2 separate regions of the Pan troglodytes genome follow, and region 2 is linked to region 1. The links are chromatin contacts, called in public Hi-C maps. All regions are on one chromosome and are shown on one strand. The core of a region is the stretch at or near the end of the contact, and the rest is flanking DNA. Distances in the headings are between cores, read along the strand shown. Region 1 holds the start of SRSF9 (serine and arginine rich splicing factor 9). Region 2 holds the start of UNC119B (unc-119 lipid binding chaperone B).

The links. A called contact is a pair of places that touch in the nucleus more often than the background predicts.
Region 2: a contact with region 1 is called in a Hi-C map of stem cell-derived neural progenitor cells, with 4 times the contacts expected there. The contact joins the promoter of UNC119B here to the promoter of SRSF9 in region 1. A contact is called at or near these places in 2 of 7 Hi-C or Micro-C datasets (induced pluripotent stem cells and stem cell-derived neural progenitor cells).

The regions. Positions count from the first base shown.
Region 1 is chr10:127,276,443-127,282,445 of NHGRI_mPanTro3-v2.0_pri, reverse strand. SRSF9 (serine and arginine rich splicing factor 9) reads left to right here and starts at 2,225. Exons shown (of 4, transcript XM_001160785.7): 1 at 2,225-2,412. The coding sequence starts at 2,225.
Region 2 is chr10:127,523,114-127,528,749 of NHGRI_mPanTro3-v2.0_pri, reverse strand. UNC119B (unc-119 lipid binding chaperone B) reads right to left here and starts at 3,420. Exons shown (of 5, transcript XM_001162824.6): 1 at 3,120-3,420; 2 at 455-568. The coding sequence starts at 3,363.

The DNA of each region.
Region 1 (6,003 bases), core at 976-3,475:
GCTAACACGGTGAAACCCTGTCTCTACTAAAAATATAAAAAAATCAGCCGGGCGTGGTGGCAGGCACCTGTAGTCCCAGCTACTCGGGAGGCTGAGGCGGGAGAATGGCATGAACCCGGGAGGCGGAGCTTGCAGTGAGCCGAGATCACGCCACTGCACTGCAGCCTGGGTGACAGTGTAAGACTCCGTCTCAAAACAAACAAACACAAAATCCTACAAGCAGAATTACAAGATCGAAGGGTATATGTATATTATGAAAGCCTGATGTATACTATCAACTTGTATTCCAAAAAAGATATACACTCAGTAGTATATGTGGGTGTCTAGTCTTTGGTTTGTTTTGATTTTAAAACGCTCAGATGGTATAATGAGAAATCAACTACCTTCTGATTAAATGTGTGGTTTTAGTCCCTTTTTTTGTTTGTTTTTGTTTTGTCTTGTTTTTGAGACAGAGTCTCCCTCTGTCACCCAGGCTGGAGGAGTGCAGTGGCACAATCTCGGCTCACTGCAACCTCTGCCTCCCAGATTCAAGCGATTCTCGTGCCTCATCCTCCCAAGCAGCTGGGACTACAGGCGTGCCACCAAGCTTGGCTAATTTTTTTTTTTTTTTTTTTTTTTTGTATTTTTAGTAGGGGGGCGGGTCTTGCCATGTTGGCCAGGCTGGTCTTGAACTCCTGGCCTCAAGTGATCCACCCACCTCAGCCTCCTAAAGTGCTGGGATTACAGGCATGAGCCACCACGCCCAGCCAGGTTTCATTTTTAATATGAAAAATCTTTATTTATTTTTGAGACAGTCTCACTCTGTCACCCAGGCTGAAGTGCAGTGGCATGATCTCGGCTCACTGCAACCTTCGCCTCCCGGGCTCAAGCAATTCTCCTGCCTCAGCCTCCCGCGTAACTGGGATTATAGGAACACGCCACCACGCCCAGCTAATTTTTGTATTTTTAGTAGAAACGGGGTTTCCCCATGTTGCCCAGGCTAGTCTCGAACTCCTGACCTCAAGTGATCCTCCCGCCTTGGCCTCTCAAAGTGTTGGGATTACAGGCGTGAGCCACCGCACCCAGCCTGAACAATCTTTAGGTTAGGAGTATTCCAGCCGGGCGCCGGGCTCAAGCCGGTAATCCAACACTTTGGGAGGCCAAGGCTGGAGGATCGGTTGAGCCCAGGAGTTCGAGACCAGCCTCTCTACAAAAAATAGAAAATAAACTAGCTGGACGCAGCGCAGACCCCTCACGGCGCCCCGAGGTGGGAGGATCACCTGAGTCCAGCGAGATCGAGACTGCAGTGAGCCGTGTTCGCGCCATTGCACTCCAGCCTGAGCAACAGAATAAGACCCTGTATCAAAAACAAAAAGTCTTCTGGTGCAAGGCCTCACTGTAAGGTCCCTGGGTTCAATGCTCCGCGTTCTGGGATGTGAATGTGGAAAAGTAAGTGCCAAGGTGGGTGTCTACCTGAGCTCCATAAGGACTCAGTACTTAGGATGCGAGCATGGCTCTGGGTTCCATTCCTGACCCCTCTGTGGCCTCAGACTCCGCCCGGGAGAGGATGAAAAGCACAAGTCGGATGCACTCTATAGTGATCGCTGTGATACTCATTAAGAGTCTTACTCCCTCGACTCCGACAAACTCAAGGCCAAGATATGGAGTCCATCTCATGCTGACACCGTCAGTTCTGAGCAACTGTAAAATGGGGACAGGGTGGCCCGGGGGCCTACTGACCTGAGGCTGGGGGCCGCGACAGCCCGGCCGCTGCGGGGTCAGCCTGCGGTCTCCGCCTGACTCCAGCTCTCCTGCGCCCCGCAGGCCCTGGGCGCTACCCACGTCAGTGAGTGCTCACAAGTCTGTGAGGTAGGCGGCGCCACAGAGAGAAACTGAGGCGCGGGAGCCCAAGTCACTTGTCCAGCGCCTCAGCCGAGCGCGAACCGCGCTCGGGGATGGCATCCACACAGCCCGGCCCCAGGCTCTCCCTGTCAGCGCCCGAAGGCCCTTCGCACCTCCAGGGGGCGCCGGCCTGCGCGCACGCGCAATGGTCGCAGCCGCGTTCCCTTTAAGAGGACTCCTTTTGCCTCCGCCGACCCCTTCGCTTCCGCTCCGCGTTCCCACAATGCAGTGCGGCTGAGCGCCTCGGAGCCCGCGGGGACGCTGCGGGGGGACCCGTGCTGAGGCGGCGGCGGCGGCGGCGGCGACGTGGGCTGCGGCGGGCCCGCGGCGTCGGGCGGTGCGGATGTCGGGCTGGGCGGACGAGCGCGGCGGCGAGGGCGACGGGCGCATCTACGTGGGGAACCTTCCGACCGACGTGCGCGAGAAGGACTTGGAGGACCTGTTCTACAAGTACGGCCGCATCCGCGAGATCGAGCTCAAGAACCGGCACGGCCTCGTGCCCTTCGCCTTCGTGCGCTTCGAGGACCCCCGGTGAGGCCCCCGCGCCCCTGCCCTCTCCTCCTCGGTGCCTGAGGCCCCCGCCTTCCCTGCTGTCCCCTCCCCCAGGGCTCCCCTCCCCCCGGCCTCCCCTCCCCCCGCCTCCGCGCAGACCCCTCACGGCGCCCCCTCACGGGTGGAGGATGAGGCAGCCTCTCCTCGCAGGCCCGGGCCGTCCTTCGCGCCGTCGTCACTTCCTTTATTTTTATTATTCCAATATTTTACTTAGAAACCCAAAAGCTGAGCCTTTGGAGGGCCCAAGCCCGCCTGCACCGGCCTCGGGGGGTCCAAATGAGCCTTGTCCGCCTCCTGCCTGGGGCAGCACCGTAGGGGGAAGCGGCCCCGGGGCAGCGCGGGGGTCGCCGTTCGCCCTTCCCGCTCGCCTCTCCCCCGGCCCGTCTCGCCGTGGCTGGAGAGCAAGCTGCAGGGTCGCGGATGCCGCTGGAGGTCGTGGAGGGATCTCTGGTGGAACAGCTCGCCGTTCGCGCGCCCCGCCCCGCAGGCCAGGGCCCGGGCTTTGTAAAGGGATCACGGATTCGGGAAAACTTCTAAAACAGCCGGAGTGGGGCTCTGATTTCACTTCCCTCCTTTGATGAGGGAGGCTTGGCGAGATGCTGAAGGTTCCAGGGATTTGGAAACTCTAGATTCCTAACCCCGCTCCAGGGAGTGCATGTGATTTTGCAAACAGCGTCGGCCCTCAGGCCGGAAAAAGCCCAGGAACTTTCAAAACTGTGGTGGGTGGTGGTTAGCAGCTGCGGCGCTGACCTGGTCACTCCACTCCGGCCAAATAAGAGCCCGCACCCTGTTTTCCTAGCATCATTTGCTCCCGGGGAACGCGGAATGTTCGTAGGGTGTCCGACCTACCTGGGGTGGACGTATTGATAGGGCAAGGGGAGCATCTGAGGAAGGGCAGGCAGGAAGCACCGCGAGGCGTTGATGGCTGAAGAGTCGACTCTGACAGCTCATCCCTAGTATCTCCTCATTTGCCTCAAAACCGGAACTGGGCATTTTTACCCCTAAGGCGGAGAAGGCTATGCCTCGCTTATTTAGTAACCGTGCCATTGTGGTTTTTCAACAGTTGCTATGGGTCAAGTGCCATGGTGTGTATTTAGCTTTTTTTCTTTCCTTCTTATTTTTTTAGATTGATAAACTAGGGGGTTTCACCATGTTGCTCAGGCTGGTCTCGAACTCCTGAGCTCAGGTGATTCTCCCGTCTCAGCGGATCAAATTGTTAGGATTACAGGCGTGAGCAACCCGCCCAGCCTGTATTTAGTATTTTTAACAATTTATGAGGTGTAGGTACTTTTTTTTTTTGAGACGGGTCTTCACTCTTGTTGCCCAGGCTGGAGCGCAGTGGCGCGATCTCGGCCCACCGCAACCTCCGCCACCTGAGTTCAAGCGATTCTCCCGCTTCAGCGTCGTGAGTAGCTGGGATTATAGGCATGCGCCACCACGCCCGGCTAATTTTTTTGTATTTTTAGTAGAGACGGGGTTTCTCCTTGTTGGTCAGGCTGGTCTCGAATTCCCGACCTGAGGTGAGCCGCCCGCCTCAGCCTCCCAAAGTGCTAGGATTACAGGCGTGAGCCACCTCACCCGGCCTGTATGGTTAACCAGATTTTACAGATCAGGATATTGAGTATTTAGAGTTACTGATAGAAAGCTAGTGGCAATCCCAGCACTTTAGGAGACCGAAGCGGGCGGATCACAAGGTCAAGAGATTGAGACCATCCTGGCCAACATGGTGAAACCCCGTCTCTACTAAAAATACAAAAATGAGCTGGGCGTGGTGGCGCGCGCCTGTAGTCCCAGTTCCTCGGGAGGCTGAGGCAGGAGAATCTCTTGAACCCGGGAGGCGGAGGTTGCAGTGAGCCGAGATGGCGCCACTACATTCCAGCCTGGTGACAGAGCAAGACTCCATCTCAAAAAAAAAAAAAAAAGAGAAAAAGTTCGAGGGATTTGTTTTTTTTATTTTTCTTTATTTTTTTGAGACGGAGTTTTGCTCTTGTTGCCCAGGCTGGAGTGCGATGTCACTGTCTCCGTTCACTGCAACCTCGGCCTCCCAGGTTCAATCGATTCTTCTGCCTCAGCTTCCCAGTAGCTGGGATTAAAGGCGCCCGCCATCATGCCTGGCTGATTTTTCTATGTTCAGCAGAGATGGGGTTTCTCCATGTTGGCCAGGTTTGTCTTGAACTCCTAACCTCAAGTGATCCACCCACCTCAGCCTCCCAAAATGCTGAGGTTACAGGCCTGAGCCACCACGCCAGGCCGGGATCAATGGATTTGAACTCCCTCTTCTGTTTTTCGAATGCAAACTTACTATATGATACGCTACATTGTCATCTTCCCTCATTCCTTTCATAATAGAAAAACTATCTTTTGGTGTCACTAGATGTGAAGATTCAAGCAAAGCATTTCATGTAGTATCTTATTTAACCATTACAATAACCCTGTGAGATAGGCATACTGTTCACATTAGAGATGTAAAAACTTGATTAAACACTTACCCAGAGATGACTACTAGTAATTTGCAGAATAATGATTTGAATGCAGGCTAATTTTATTTATTTATTGTATTTATTGAGATGGAGTCTGGCTCTGTCGTGCAGGCTGGAGTGTAGCGGCACAGTCTCAGCTCACTGCAACCTTCGCCTCCTGGGTTCAAGAGATTCTCGTGCCTCAGCCTCCTGCGTAGCTGGGATTACAGCTGCGCACTGCCATGCCCAGCTAATTTTCATCTTTTTAGTAGAGATGAGGGGTTTCACCAGGTTGCCCAGACTGGTCTCAAGCTGCTAACCTCAAGTGATCCACCTGCCTCCGCCTCCCAAAGTGCTGGGATTACAGGCATGTGCCACAGCGCCTGGCCTGAATACTGGCCAGTTTTTATTCAGAGTCTGTTCTGACCTCCTAGCAGTTCTGCCTCTCCCAGTCTGCATTTTACATAGTCAAGGTTGCACTGGATATGGTCATTGTTGCTTTTAGTTCTAAAATCTTACAAGTGATTATGTGCCTGTGACACTGAACAATGCCTTCACTAGCACATTCAGCCCCTCTTGTCCACCCAAGCTCCAAGGTCATACTTTCTACCATCCAATACTGGAGAATCAACGTGGCATTCCTGACTCTCCTAGAGTCCTAGGAAAGACTTAAAGTAATTTTATTGAATATTTATCTCTTTTGGCAAAATTGTATCCAAAGAATGTTTTTTGACAAAAATAGTTCTCCAAACCATGCTGAAAAGGTACACTTAGAGTTCCAAGGCCAGGCGCAGTGGCTTATGCCTGTAATCCTAGCACTTTGGGAGACTGAGGGGAAGGATCGCCTGAGCCCAGGAGTTCAAGACCAGGCTGGCCAACATAGGGAGACCTGTCTCTACAAAAAATCCAAAAATTAGCTGGGTGCAGTGGTACACGCCTGTGGCCCTAGCTATTCAGGAGGCTGAGGTGGGAGGATTGCTTGAGCCCAAGAGTTAGAAGCTGCTGTGAGTTATGCTCCAGCCACTGCACTCAGCCTTGGTGACAGAGCAAGACCCCGTTTCAAAAAAAAAAAAAGTTCCACATTCATCACGAAACACTCATTTGCATTTTC
Region 2 (5,636 bases), core at 2,171-4,670, 250 kb before region 1:
GATCCTCCCTATCACCCTCCAAGAGGGCACCAGGCTCAGGTGAGTTTTCCTCATTATAGTTTAATTTCAAGGATTCCTTTCCCAACTGGAGGCAACATGGTAAGATGAACCAGCACAGGGCCTTAGGAAAGAGCCGCCTGGGAATTGTAGGCCTCAGATCCTTCGCTGTAAAACAGAGATAACAGTAATTCCTCAAAGAGGTGTGAGGATTACATACACTGATGTGCACAAAGACGTGGAACACAGTGACCAGCACAGAATAGACATCCAACAAACATCAGCCTCTGAACGCAGCTTCAAACCACCATGCCTGGCAGGCCAGGCCACGGGAAGAGGTCACAGAAGTGGGACACACTGGAGTCCAAGAAACAGGATGCAGTGGCACACAAAGATTTGAGTTTCAAAGACCTTTGGCTCAAAACTGTCTAGTGGTCACCACAACGTAGAGGCCTACCTGAAACGCAAGGTTTGGCAATCTCAAACAGTACTGTCCCTGTCTCCAAATCTCGAATTTTGAAGCGGGTGAAATCAATACTGTAGATGTTGTCTTCGGGTTTACATAAATAATCTGAAAACAAGAGAGAGAAACCAACACTGTTAAATAATCCTCCAAAACTACCATTTATTTAATTCTCAAGTTTTGAAGCAAACTCAGATTTTTTCTTACACAACACACTTAAAATACTCCCAAAAACTTTCTCATGTGTTATCACCAGCAGAAGTTGTATGGACAGAATTAGGGGATCCAACAAAGAAAAAAAATAACAAGGACTTGCTTTGGATGAAAAATTGCAAAACTTTTAGAAACTAGGATAGAAAAGGTGGATTTCTTTGGAAACACATAAAAATCTTTCATCATCTATCAAGTTGGATGTCAGAACAGGGCGAACTTTTTATAGAATTCCAATCTAAGACATTTAAACTGACTTAGCAGATAATACAGTGCTAGTTTGCCAACGTTAGTTTGCCAACTGTCAGTGTAAGAAAGCCGAGATCAGCAAACTTTTCTGTAGAGCCAGATTCTAAATAATTTAGGCTTTGCCGCCACATGGTCTCTGTCACAACTACTCAACTCTATCATTGTAGCCACAAAAGCATCCACAGACAATACGCAAATGAATGAATGTGGCTATATTCCAGTAAAACTGTATTTATGGACACTGAAATATGAATTTTACATAACCACGTGTCTCAAGATTTTAAAGTTTTTTTCAACCATTTAAAAATGTACAAACCTAATCTTAGTTTGTGGGCTACACAAAATCATACAGTAGACAATACATATCATACATATCCAGGCAAGAGGATAAATCTGCCGGTGAAGACATTAGGCCCAAGTGACTAGAACGTGAGCAGCAAATTGAAATAATTCTAATTACAGCCAATTTCACTGATTTCTTTCTAGGATGATTCCGGATAGCATCTTCTCCACAGCTCATTTTGATACTTGATCTTTTATTGCCTGAGTTAGTTGTTTTCGTGTTTTACAAGTTGTCTCTTTATTAAGACGGCAAACTTGACAACTACTGATTATTCTGTAACTGCTAAAAAGGCTAACATTGGCTTTGGACTCTTAGAGGGTACTCAAATAATCTGCTGGATAGAATGAACGAGACGTTAAGAAGAGTAACAAAGAGGTTGCCAGACTCTCTCTAAGAAGCTGCAGAGGTGGGTTTGGACAATGAGCAACAATCCCAAGCCCCCAGATAGGATCTGAGTGCCCACTGAGAATCCTGCTTAGGGCCAGGCACAGAATACCCTAACTCACTTGGATGGCAGGAGAGGGCATGAGGTTACCAAGACCAGGTGCTGAGCATCTGTACTTTCAGAGCCCCAAATGAAAACTGGTTCAGAAGAAAAGAAGCTTTTTCACACTGTTTCAATAAAACTAGCAAGAATGTCTAAAGATACGCTCAGGTCTGGTAAGGACAGTCTCAACCCAAACAGTATTGGGAAACGGGGGCATCCAAATATCTAGAATCAAATTAAAACTCTTTTAGGAAATGGGAATTCCCTTTCGCACAGGGTGGACCAAGGCCTACTCCCCCCAAACCTCCATCCCCAAATTACTAGAGCTGCCATCGGCAACCTGAGGTGCACCTGAACAGTCCTGGGCTGCCTGCTATAGCAGCTCAGCAGACACCATGGCAGCCTTCGATCCATCCAGGGAATGCTGCTGCTGCCACAGGGTTAGGAGACTGCAGGCCAGGAGTGATGGGCAGGCCAAGATAGGCCTAACTAGGTGAGTGCACACTCCTGAAGCAGCAGCAAGAGAAAAGACGTCAAGTCAGGGACTGGCTTGGCAGAGAACAGAAAAAGGGAGATCACCCAGGGCAGGGACTGGGCAACATTTTTCTTCCCACCCATCCTCCTATCAACGAAAAAGCTTAGGATGGTTGCCTTTTGTGCAGGAAACGCATTTCTGAAACCCTGAAATCATTCTTAATTCACGAGAATGTCAAAAGCAGGAGTCACATGTCGGAGTCTGTACACAAACTGAAACTTTATTTTTGTTTTAATGTGGCACAGTTTTAAATGAGCAGGAAATGCCACGGCTATGTGTTTTGAGGAAGAACCCATCTGCACACTAAGGGGCAACGCTCCCGACCCAAAGAGGGAGGGAGGCCGGGCAGGCTGCAACGGGGGAGGGCTGCCATGGGGCCGGGGCGGAGGAAGCAGGTAAGGCTTCTGGCCTGCCAGAGGGCTGGGGGGGCCTGGCTGAGCGGGAACTTCACTGATGGCCGGGGGTTCCAGGTTGAGGGCCCAGGGGCCCATTTATTAGGGGACCTCGGCCCCCGGCCGGCTCAGGAGGATCCAGTTCAGCTGAACGGGGCCCTCTACCCAAACAGGTCCGGCAGAGCTGGGGAGCCGACCGGCCGAAGGGCATCCTAGCGTGGCCGGACTCACAGGAATGCGGTCCAGCCCAGGAGTCCTTCCCCACCAGAGCTACGTGAGCGTGGCGGGGGCAAAGCCCGGCCGGCGGGGCAGCGGGAAGCGCGGCCCGGCCGGCCGAAGGGGTCTGGGGGGGACCCCCGCTCTGGTCAAGTGGCCGGGTCCGCTGAAGGCTCCGGGAGCCGGGGCACGGCGCGAGGGGAGGGCGCGGCCCGCGCGGCACTCACTCTCGGTGACCCGGCTGAGGCGCAGGACGTGCTCGGGCCGGATGGTGTCCAGCGCCAGCAGCTCCTGCTCCGTGACCGCTGCCCCGACGCCGTCGTCGGCCGCGTGGTGGGGCGCCTGCCGCCGCGCCTTCAGGCGGTTCAGGACGCCGCCGCCCGCCTTCTTCTTCTCCTCCTTGCCAGCCACCAGCCCCCCGGGCCCAGCCGCCGACGCCGCGGCCGCAGCCTTCGGGTTAGACCCGCTCATCGCTCCGCCGCCAAGATGGCCGCCGCCTCCACAGCGCGGTAACTATGGAGAGCGGGGGCGGGGCCCGGGGCCCGGCGGGGAAGGGGCGGGGAGGGGGCGGGGCGGGGGCGGGCGCCCGGGGGGCGGTGGAATTCCCTTTCGCACAGGGTGGACCAAGGCCCACTCTCCCCAAACTTCCATCCCCAAATAACTAGAGCTGCCATCAGCAACCTGAGGTGCACATGAGCAGCCCTGGGCTGACTCCTATAGCAATTCAGCGGACGACACCATGGCAGCCTTCGATCCATTCAGGGAATGCTGCTGCTGCCACAGGGTTAGGAGACCGCAGGCCAGGAGTGATGGGCAGGCCAAGATAGGCCTAACTAGGTGACTGCACACTCCTGCGGGGCCCGGGGGGCGGTGCTTCGGCTACTGCCCCAACTTTGGTCCTGCCAGGTGGAGGGCCTAGGGGTGGCTGGAGCTTCAGCAACCCCACTCCCCATCAGACCCCCAAGATCGTCCACGATGTTTAAATACATATCTTACGGTCAAATGAATTTACGTCATATAAACTTTCCTCCTCCTCATCCTCCTCCTGGTCTGAAAGAGCACACAGAATCTTCCGTGCACCATCTCGGCATTCTCAATCCAAGAGTTCTGTCACCAGTCCCAACAGCACAATGGCAACTAATTCCCAGTAATCACACCAAGAAGAAGAATGGCCAGTGTTTACTGCGCACTTGCTATATGGCAGGACACTTGCTATAGGGCAGGCTCCTCACCTCACAACAACCCTGTGAGGTATTACTGTCTCCATTTTACAGATCAGGAAGCTCAAGTTCAGAGAAGTCAGGTAACATGTCCAAAGTCCCTCAAGCAGTAAGAGGAGGGAACAGGGATTTTAATCCAGGTCCATCTGACCCAAGGCCTGTTCTTCAACACTAAGCTATTAGTGGACAATGCATCTTGAGAAAATGTTTATTAATATATTTAGCATAGAAGGTAAGTTAAAGCAGTGTTTGTTTTGCAAAGGCAGTTTCAAGACAAACTTTCCAATGAGATTGCCATCCGTAAGCCCTACTGTGCCAGGCCCTGGGCTAGACATTGGGCTAGGCTACAGGAGATGTTAAGGGTGAGGGCAGGGATTGGGTCTGCCTCACCCCTGAATTCCCAGCAGTTCAGCTAATGCCTGACACGTGGTAGGTGCTCAGTAATGATTGAATGAGAGCCTGAACAGTATCCCACTATGGAAGAGCTCCCACTTTTGTTAGAGAAGACTGTAAAGTACACAATTCATTATGTGACCCTTCCTTTTCACAAGGTAGGTTAGTATGAACTGGAAGACAAACTAGACTCACTGACTGCACTAAGAGATGCAGCAAAGGTGCTAGGAGAACACACAGGAGTGGTTTATTCTGACCTGGCTGTAAAAGCTTGAGGGCTTCGGAAGTTTTCAGAGGCAATATCTGCACTGAGCTTTGGAAGTTAGCCATGACCTCACCAATTAGCCAGAAGTGGGTCAACAGGGGGATGTGGTCTACCGTCTTCCACCCTGAGGGGCTCCTTCTCTAGGGATTCTAGATCTGCACTGTTCTGTGTTGGAGGCCTGGGCCTGATTGATGCAGTGTGTCTGCTAGGTCTGACATCACCTCTCAGCCAGGCTAGAGTAAAATTGCAACCGTCCCCCAGAGCCTCTTGACGTTCTTGCCAGGCCTTGCTTGCTGAGTCCCTCTCACCAAAGCCACCAAGACAGGCATCTCTTGGTTCCTGGACAAAGTCCAAACCTGACCCCACCCCAGCTGCCCAATTGGGTGGCATAGTGTGTGGCCAAATTCCTACCCAAATGCTGTACTGTCTTTGAGAGATTAGTATATGGTGGCATTTAACTAACTGTTCAGGGAGATTTTAATAAATGTGTACAAAGAATTAAAGTCTTTCCTTTTGCAAACAACTCTTTTTAAACCACTCAAAAGAGTGGTTACTGAAGAATTTCCAGAACTTTTAATATGCTACTTGATTGTGAATGGCCAAGAGGGTGGTTTAGCATGTGGCCATTTCCCATATACTTATTTACGGAAGGTTTGTTGTCATAGCACCAAGACTAGTTACCTGGACCATGGCTTTTCTCTTTCTAGGGATGATGGCAAATGTAACCTCTTCACCTGCAATTCCACATCTAGGAATTTACCCTACATGCATGCACAGAGATTTGTAATATTGACAAATTACAATAAATTACATTTGTATCCATTCACGTTACATAGAGCTGTTTTAAAAAATGAGACATATATATT